Linked DNA regions of Sus scrofa: region 1 is linked to region 2. Evidence: chromatin contacts called from public Hi-C data. All regions are on one chromosome and are shown on one strand. Each heading gives the region's core, a stretch centred on a gene start, on an enhancer-like site or on the middle of the called end of the contact. The rest is flanking DNA. Distances are from core to core; before and after follow the strand shown.

The links. Hi-C and Micro-C count contacts between places; a contact is called where the count stands out from the background.
Region 1: a Hi-C map of liver shows a contact between it and region 2, with 6 times the contacts expected there. The contact joins the promoter of PLEKHG2 here to the promoter of GGN in region 2. A contact is called at or near these places in 1 of 47 Hi-C or Micro-C datasets (liver) and 1 of 2 datasets of contacts at active chromatin or transcription factors (alveolar macrophages).

Annotation. Positions count from the first base shown.
Region 1 is chr6:48,068,050-48,071,299 of Sscrofa11.1, forward strand. PLEKHG2 (pleckstrin homology domain-containing family G member 2) reads left to right here and starts at 1,483. Exons shown (of 21, transcript XM_021094371.1): 1 at 1,483-2,332; 2 at 3,002-3,117. The coding sequence starts at 3,015. It overlaps TRNAI-UAU (a tRNA gene), which reads right to left and starts at 1,138; the gene lies at 1,046-1,138.
Region 2 is chr6:47,300,072-47,303,468 of Sscrofa11.1, forward strand. GGN (gametogenetin) reads right to left here and starts at 1,505. Exons shown (of 3, transcript XM_005664585.3): 1 at 1,252-1,505; 2 at 1-488. The coding sequence starts at 469. It overlaps SPRED3 (sprouty-related, EVH1 domain-containing protein 3), which reads left to right and starts at 2,140. Exons shown (of 6, transcript XM_021094342.1): 1 at 2,140-2,292.

The DNA.
Region 1 (3,250 bases), core at 233-2,732, 770 kb after region 2:
ACACTCCCCCTCTAGACAGCCAGAGGAAACCTGTCATGACACTTGAGTCAAATGGAATAAAAGCCAACGTCCTAAGTCCTCACCGGCTTACCCAGTCTGGCTCTCATCTTTGGTCCCTTTTGCTAGCTTCTACCGATACGTCTGACACGCTTCAGCCACTGGGCCTTTGCACAGGCTGTTCCTCTGCCTGGACTACTCCCCAGGTGTCCCAATAGCTCACTCCCCTCCTTCAGGTCTCTGCCCAAATGTGTCCTTAGTGAGATGGTCCCTGACTGCTATTGTTGCAACCCGCATCCTTCCTATGTTGCTCTACTTTTTCCATTACGTTTGTTGTTTATAACCACTTAACATATAAAATGGACTTAGATCTTTATAGCAATCTGCCTCCCCCACTAGAAAGTCAAATACTGGGGCAGAGACTTTGACTTTGTCTTGTTCACTGCTCTTATCACTCACACCTAAACTCTAAACAGAGACCAGACATACAAGGGTCACAAATTTCAGAATTTGTTAAAGTAAAAATAATAAATCGATTCGAAATGAGGAGGGACAGAGAAAACTCCAAGATACACATATACAAAATAGTACCTATGTGAGGTAATTGATGTTAACGGTTCTGGTAATTATTTCATACTTTATACACTATCTCAGGTTGTTATTTTGTACACCTTGGACTAATACAATGATATGCGGCGATTATATCTCGACAAAACTGGAGGGAAGAAATTCAAGACAGAGACAGATGGAGGAGAGAGTGTCACATACAGAGTTTGCAGAGGACACAAAAGTCTGGCATGTGCAGAAGTCTTGAACTGAGATTTGCAGACCCAGGCATCTAAGAGGCGATGCCACCCCCTGGTGACGATGAAGAGAACGGCACCTCCCACAATACAAAACACTCCCTTAGCGACCATCGTCAGAGTCCCAGGAGTCTTTCCAGTTTGAAAATTGCAAAGATCGAAACGTTCATTCCTCTAAGTGATGTAGGTGTTCGGCTCGATCAATAAGACATATAAATCTCTAAAATACTGATATGAAGAAAAGTTGCTCCAGGTGAGGATCGAACTCACAACCTCGGCATTGCTCCGCTTGCACTGCTATATAAGTACCGCGCGCTAACCGATTGCGCCACTGGAGCTTCGGCCGCACCCTCGCGTCCCGGGGTCCTTCAGTCGTTCTTGACCACGTGACCTCACTGGCTAGCTCCGCCTCATCTTTGCATATACAAATAGGAACCTTTGGGTTGGCCAATAGGAGAAAGCGCGTTACCAGTTCCGGATTCTCACGCCTCAAAGGCTCTTGCTGTAAAAGGGAAAAGTCTGAAAGGCGTTTGGAATGTGGGGGTGTAGCCTGCCTGGGACTCGCCTTCTTATGAATATTCAGAGCCTGGGGAGGAAGGGTCTTAACCCTTAGCTGGCTGGCCAGCCGGAAGGCGGCCCCTCCCCCTGCGGGCGGGAACAGGATATGAGCCCGGGCGGCTGGGGGGAGGGGAGGCCTCGGGCGACCGCCCCCTGCCCCACAGCTGAGACCGGACTATCCAGCCCTAGATGTGGCGCCGCCACCGTCCGAGACCCGTGCCACCCATCCTGGAGCCTGAGGGGTCCAGAGTCGCAGACTCCAACAGCCCGAAACTCTGCACCGCATCCCGAGAGACCCCCGAAGCCCAGGCCCCACCCAGCGTCCAAGCTTGAGGACCCCAGACATCCAGGTGCCCAGCGCCCCCTCCTGGAGAAGCCAGGAGTCCCCTTCAGCCCCGCGCGACCCTGTAGGCCCAGCTTCCTGCACTCAGTTTCGAAGAACTTAGGATCCCAGACCGGAGTTTCCCTCTAGAGTTTCCCAGAAAGCTAAGTCCAAGACTCCCCGGGTTGGAGGAACTTGGGATACGGACTCCTAGTGTCCTACCCAGCCTGTTTAGAGCTGAAGCGCCCACTACTTCAAGGGAAAGGGACCCTGGAATTTGGGGTTCCCTGCACTCCTGCCTAGAGATGGTTTAATTCCTGCTCTTAGAGTTAGGGGAACTCAGGAATACGGACTCCCCCCCAACCCACGAACCCATCTAGAAGGCTCAGGAATTTGGGTTCCCAGCACTACAATTTGAGATTCAAGAGTCGAGGCTCCCAGCATCTTCTGCTTAGAGGACCAAAGAAATTCGGACCACTACACCCCATTTTCGGAGAGATCCCGGAGTTTGTTCTCGGAACCTGAGAGCACGAAGTTCACACCTCGGACTTGCTGAGACGCGGGAGCCCCGGTTCTGCTCCTCCTCGGAGACCGTGCGAGGGTCGAATAGCAACCGGGCTGCCTTGCTCTGGGGCTGGAGACTCCCCGGGAGGTGAGGGGGAAGGCGAGGGGCCCCGACGGGCTGGGGGAGGGGGCGGCGCCGCTGCCGCTGAACAATGAGGGGGCGTGCCGGCGGGGGGCGAGCGGAGGCGCCAGCGGGAGTTGGGGGCTAGAGGGGTGTAGGGAGGCGCTGCGGGGGAGCTGCGGCGGTGGAGACAGTGAGCGGATCGCGCAGGGACCGGCCAGAGGGGGTCGAGGACTCGGGGCCAACCGCCCCAACTCGCAGCCCGCCCCAACTCGCAGCCCTCGGCGGGGGAGGGAGCCGTCTGCAGGACCCTGGCATCCGGTTCCCCAGCCTGCTCCGCCCTCCCCTGGGACCCCGCGGCCTCCCGCCCACGGCTTTTTCCCAGCCCTGCCCCTCGCCCTCGGCTGAAGCCGGAGCCCTAACGTTCCCAGGATCCTTGAGCCCCTGGCCCCAGACACACCAGACTCATAGCTTGGGCGACTCGTTAGGTCTTCTTTGTCTCACCCTTTCCATCTTTTTCTCAGTGGTAGCTCTCCTTGTTCCCTCTTTTTGTCACTTTGTCTCTGTCTCCCCCACTAGCTTCTCCCAGGGCCCCCTCCCTGGTCTTAGCCCACACTCCTAATTCTCACCGCTCCTCCGAGGGGGGGCAGGGAGGCCTATGGGGTCCCGATAGGCAAGAAAGGGGTTTTTCTGCAGAAGCCGCTCAGCCATGCCTGAGGGAGCCCGTGGACTGGGCTTGTCCAAACCCAGCCCTCGCCTCGGCCGCAGAGGTGAAGAGTGTGACTGTGCAGCCGTGTGTGAGACTCGGACAGGTGAGCCGTCGAGGGAGGGGTGGACCTCCCTTCTTTCATTCCAGGCCCTGTGGAGCCCTCTGGAGCTGGCCCGGTGCCGGGCAGGGCTGGCAACACAGGCTGATGGAGACAGCCCCAGCCCTGCATGTCCAGA
Region 2 (3,397 bases), core at 255-2,754:
CCTCTTCGGTTAGTTGCCGGGGCGGCGGCGGCAGCGGGCGGAGGCTCGGAGGGTCGCCCTGGCCGCGATGGCTCGCCTCCAGCAGACCGCGGATTCGGGGCACCGAAGTGCCCGTGGGTTTTCGCCACTTAGACGGCGCGGGCAGCAGGGTCCCCACGGGGGGCGGGGGTGGCGTAGAGACCGTGGCCGCAGCCGCCTCCTCTGAAGGAGGCGTCACTGGCGAGGGCAGTTCTAAGGTCAGGGGCAGGGGTGAGGGTGAGGCCTGGGGCTCCGGGGGTACCAGGAGTCCTGGGGGCGGAGAGCTGCCAGGGAACCAGACACCCAGCCCTCGAGCCAGGCGCATGGCTGGGGAAGAGGGGGTCACCTCGGGCTCCATCAAGGATGTCCGGCGGGAGTCGGAGGACCGGCCCGAGGCCTGCTCTTTTCGGGAGCCCCCGCCAGCGGACGGCTCCGACTGCACGTTCCCCATTTCTGACGGAGGTCAGGGACTGTGGTCAGAAAAACGTCAGCCAGTCAATCTATCAGGGCTGGGGGAAACCCACGAGGCAGAGTTGTACTTGGTCCTATCTATCCTCACCCGCCCTGCCCTTGTCCTCCGATATCCACTCGGGAACTAGTCTCTAGCCGCATTCCTATTTCTCTGCTCTTGACGTTCACATCTTCTTCCCCGTGGACCCATACAGCTGCTGTTCAGGTACAGAGTCCCCATTCTCTTAGTGTACTAAGGTTCAGTACCTGTCTTCCTATCTGGACCCTCAGATCACATCCCTTCGCTTTGACCACATCCGAGGTCTCTAGACTCCAAGACATAGGCCTTGCCCGCCTTCCTTGCCAGTTACTCAGGCCACAACACGCGTGGTGATTGTACTCTGTAGCTTGTAAGACCAAGGAGTACCAGCTTCTCTCCCTGAACTCTCAACAAGGTTTCTTTGGCCCAGGCCCCGCCTCCTCCCTCTGGTCCCGCCCCCGATTGTCAGGGAATCGGGCCTTCTCAACCAGACCCCCCAACCCTCCCCAGGTCTGGCCCCGCCTCCGCTTAACAAATCCAGATATTTTTGTCGTGCTAACCCCTCAGTCCTCACCTCTAACCCTCAACTCCCTCTCAATTGATTATTTGGTTCCCGCCCTCTTCCCAGGCTTCACTGCTAAATTTCTTTTCCTGCTCCAGGTCTAGCGGCAGACCTCATACTCAGGCTCCACCCCTTCCCCCAAGCTCCGCCCTCGCTCCTCCTCTCAGAGGATCCCACTCACCGACTCCACCAGCCGACCGAAGTTCGGACCGCGGCCCCCTGGGCCCAGGGGAGGGAGGGGAACGGCCGCAGCAGAAAGTAACCGAAAAGAACGGGGCAAGCGGGCGAGGCAGCAAGAGCGGACCCCGAGACCTAGGCCCCGCCCATAGGCTCGAGCCCCCCGCCCCGTGTGCCAGCTTGAGCACTGCCCCTTAGGAACCTGGATCTCCCTTTGAAATACTCCAGTGTCTTCTTCCCCGCCCCCAGGCCTTGCAGTCCTAGGCCCCACCCCTGTAGAACGTTCTTTTAAGCCCCGCCCCTTCACAATGCCCCGCCCTCTCCGTTAGTTTCTCTCCTGAAGCTCCGCCCATTATGAACACAGCTGCGTAGCTCCTCCCTTTTGGAACTCTCCGTCGTCCGGCCCCTAAAGGCAGTTTACTTGTAAGCTCCGTCCTACAAGGACAACCTCTCCTCCCAAGACCCTCTTTCCTCTGGCTCGCCCAGAAGGCCCTTCCTCTGTGGATCCGCCCCTTCTATGACGCACGCGCTCGTCCGCGCCTCCCGCGTCTTCACTCTCCTTTTCCAGGCCCTCCGACCCCGCCCCCTAGCGATGCTCCCTTCTCGCCCCACCCCTTTTCGAACCCCGCCAGGCACCCCGCCACTCCCATTTAGAACCCAAAACATAGACCTTGCCTCTTTAGAACATCCAGAGCAAGCTCTGTCCTAGACTCCCTCCCTACATCCTCAGGGACCAATGGCACAGATGGGTGGGAAAGGAGGGGATCCTTTCTGGATCCTAAGAAAATGGGGGCTGGGGGGCTGTTCGCTGGAGCCAGGGCCGGGCTCTAGGACCCAGCGGGCAAGTGCGCCTGCCTCGCGCTTACCCCTCCCCCCAAGCCGCCCCCTCCCCCCCCATCTACCAGGTTTCCCCTCCCTCCCCCCTCGCCCCGGCTCCCGGTGCCCGTCTCTAGCGCCGCCGGAGCCAGCGAGGGAGCTGGAGCGAAGAGGAGGAGGAGGAGGAGGCCACGTCGCCACCGCTCGGAGCCCGGCCGGAGCCTTCCAGGCAGGTGCCGAGGGGGGCGAGGGGGCGGGGGCTGACAGACGGCCTGTCACGGTGAGGGGGCAGCCGGGACCGCGCAGCGCCTCCTGTCCACCGGGACGCCCCCAGACCCTGGCTGGAAGGACAAGGGGGTGGGGGCTCCTAAACTGCGCGGCAGCCATTTGGGGTACCAGTCTCCATTTGGGGGGGCCTGGACTTCCTACGAGGACACCCCATTCATAATTTCCGTACTGGACCCCCACCATTGAGGAAATCTGGGGACCACTCCCCCCAGGAAACAGATCATAGGGAGCGTAGGGCACCCAGAAATCCCGGCATCCCATCCCAGTAGGCCCTGGGGGGGGACCCCTGCCCTCTTTCTCTGCTTCACCTGTTGTCGGGGGAGGCGGGCGGACAAAGGAAGCAGCGTCACGTGACTGCTCATTCACAAAATCCCATCCCATTGAGAAAAGGGGGCTGGGGGCGCTGCGGCGGCCCCTTCCCCTCCCGAAAGGCTGGGGAAACCCGACAGCCTGCTGGTGGGGGAAGGGGCTAGAGCTCGTGGCTTGGGTGCTTGAGGCTGGGGCACCAAGGTCCCTGCGCTAGGTGGTAGTGAGGGGTTGGAGGCTGATCCTGATTGCTGGGCGGAGGGCTATGGTCCCTGAACAGGGGGGAGGGGGGCTGGGGGGCGGGGTAAGATGGTTCTGAAGGATGCTGGGGCCGGGAGAGGGAAGAGGAGGGATCAATTCCCCCCTCCCCGCCCGCCTGCCCGCCCGCAATCTCTCCCCCTTGCCTTTCCTCGGCAGGGGCCTGAGGGAGCAACCTTGATTTTGTGAATGAAATGCTCTCTGGATGTGTCTCGGTCGCCCGTTCCTGGCTTCTTCTGCCTCCATCTCCCTTTCGGCCTGTCTCTGGCCATTTCTGGTTCTCTCCCTGCTCTCTGCCCATCTCCCGTTGCCGGGTGACTCAATGAGCTTTGCATCCGGTCTCATTCATAAATCCGGGAAGGGGTGGGGGGAAGAGAGCCTGGGTTTCTCACCCAGCCAGTGGCCTGGGCGGCAGGGTGCGGAGGCAGTGTAGGGGGGACTGGGGCTGAGTTGATGGGCTCTAAGAAAATACATATGCGCAG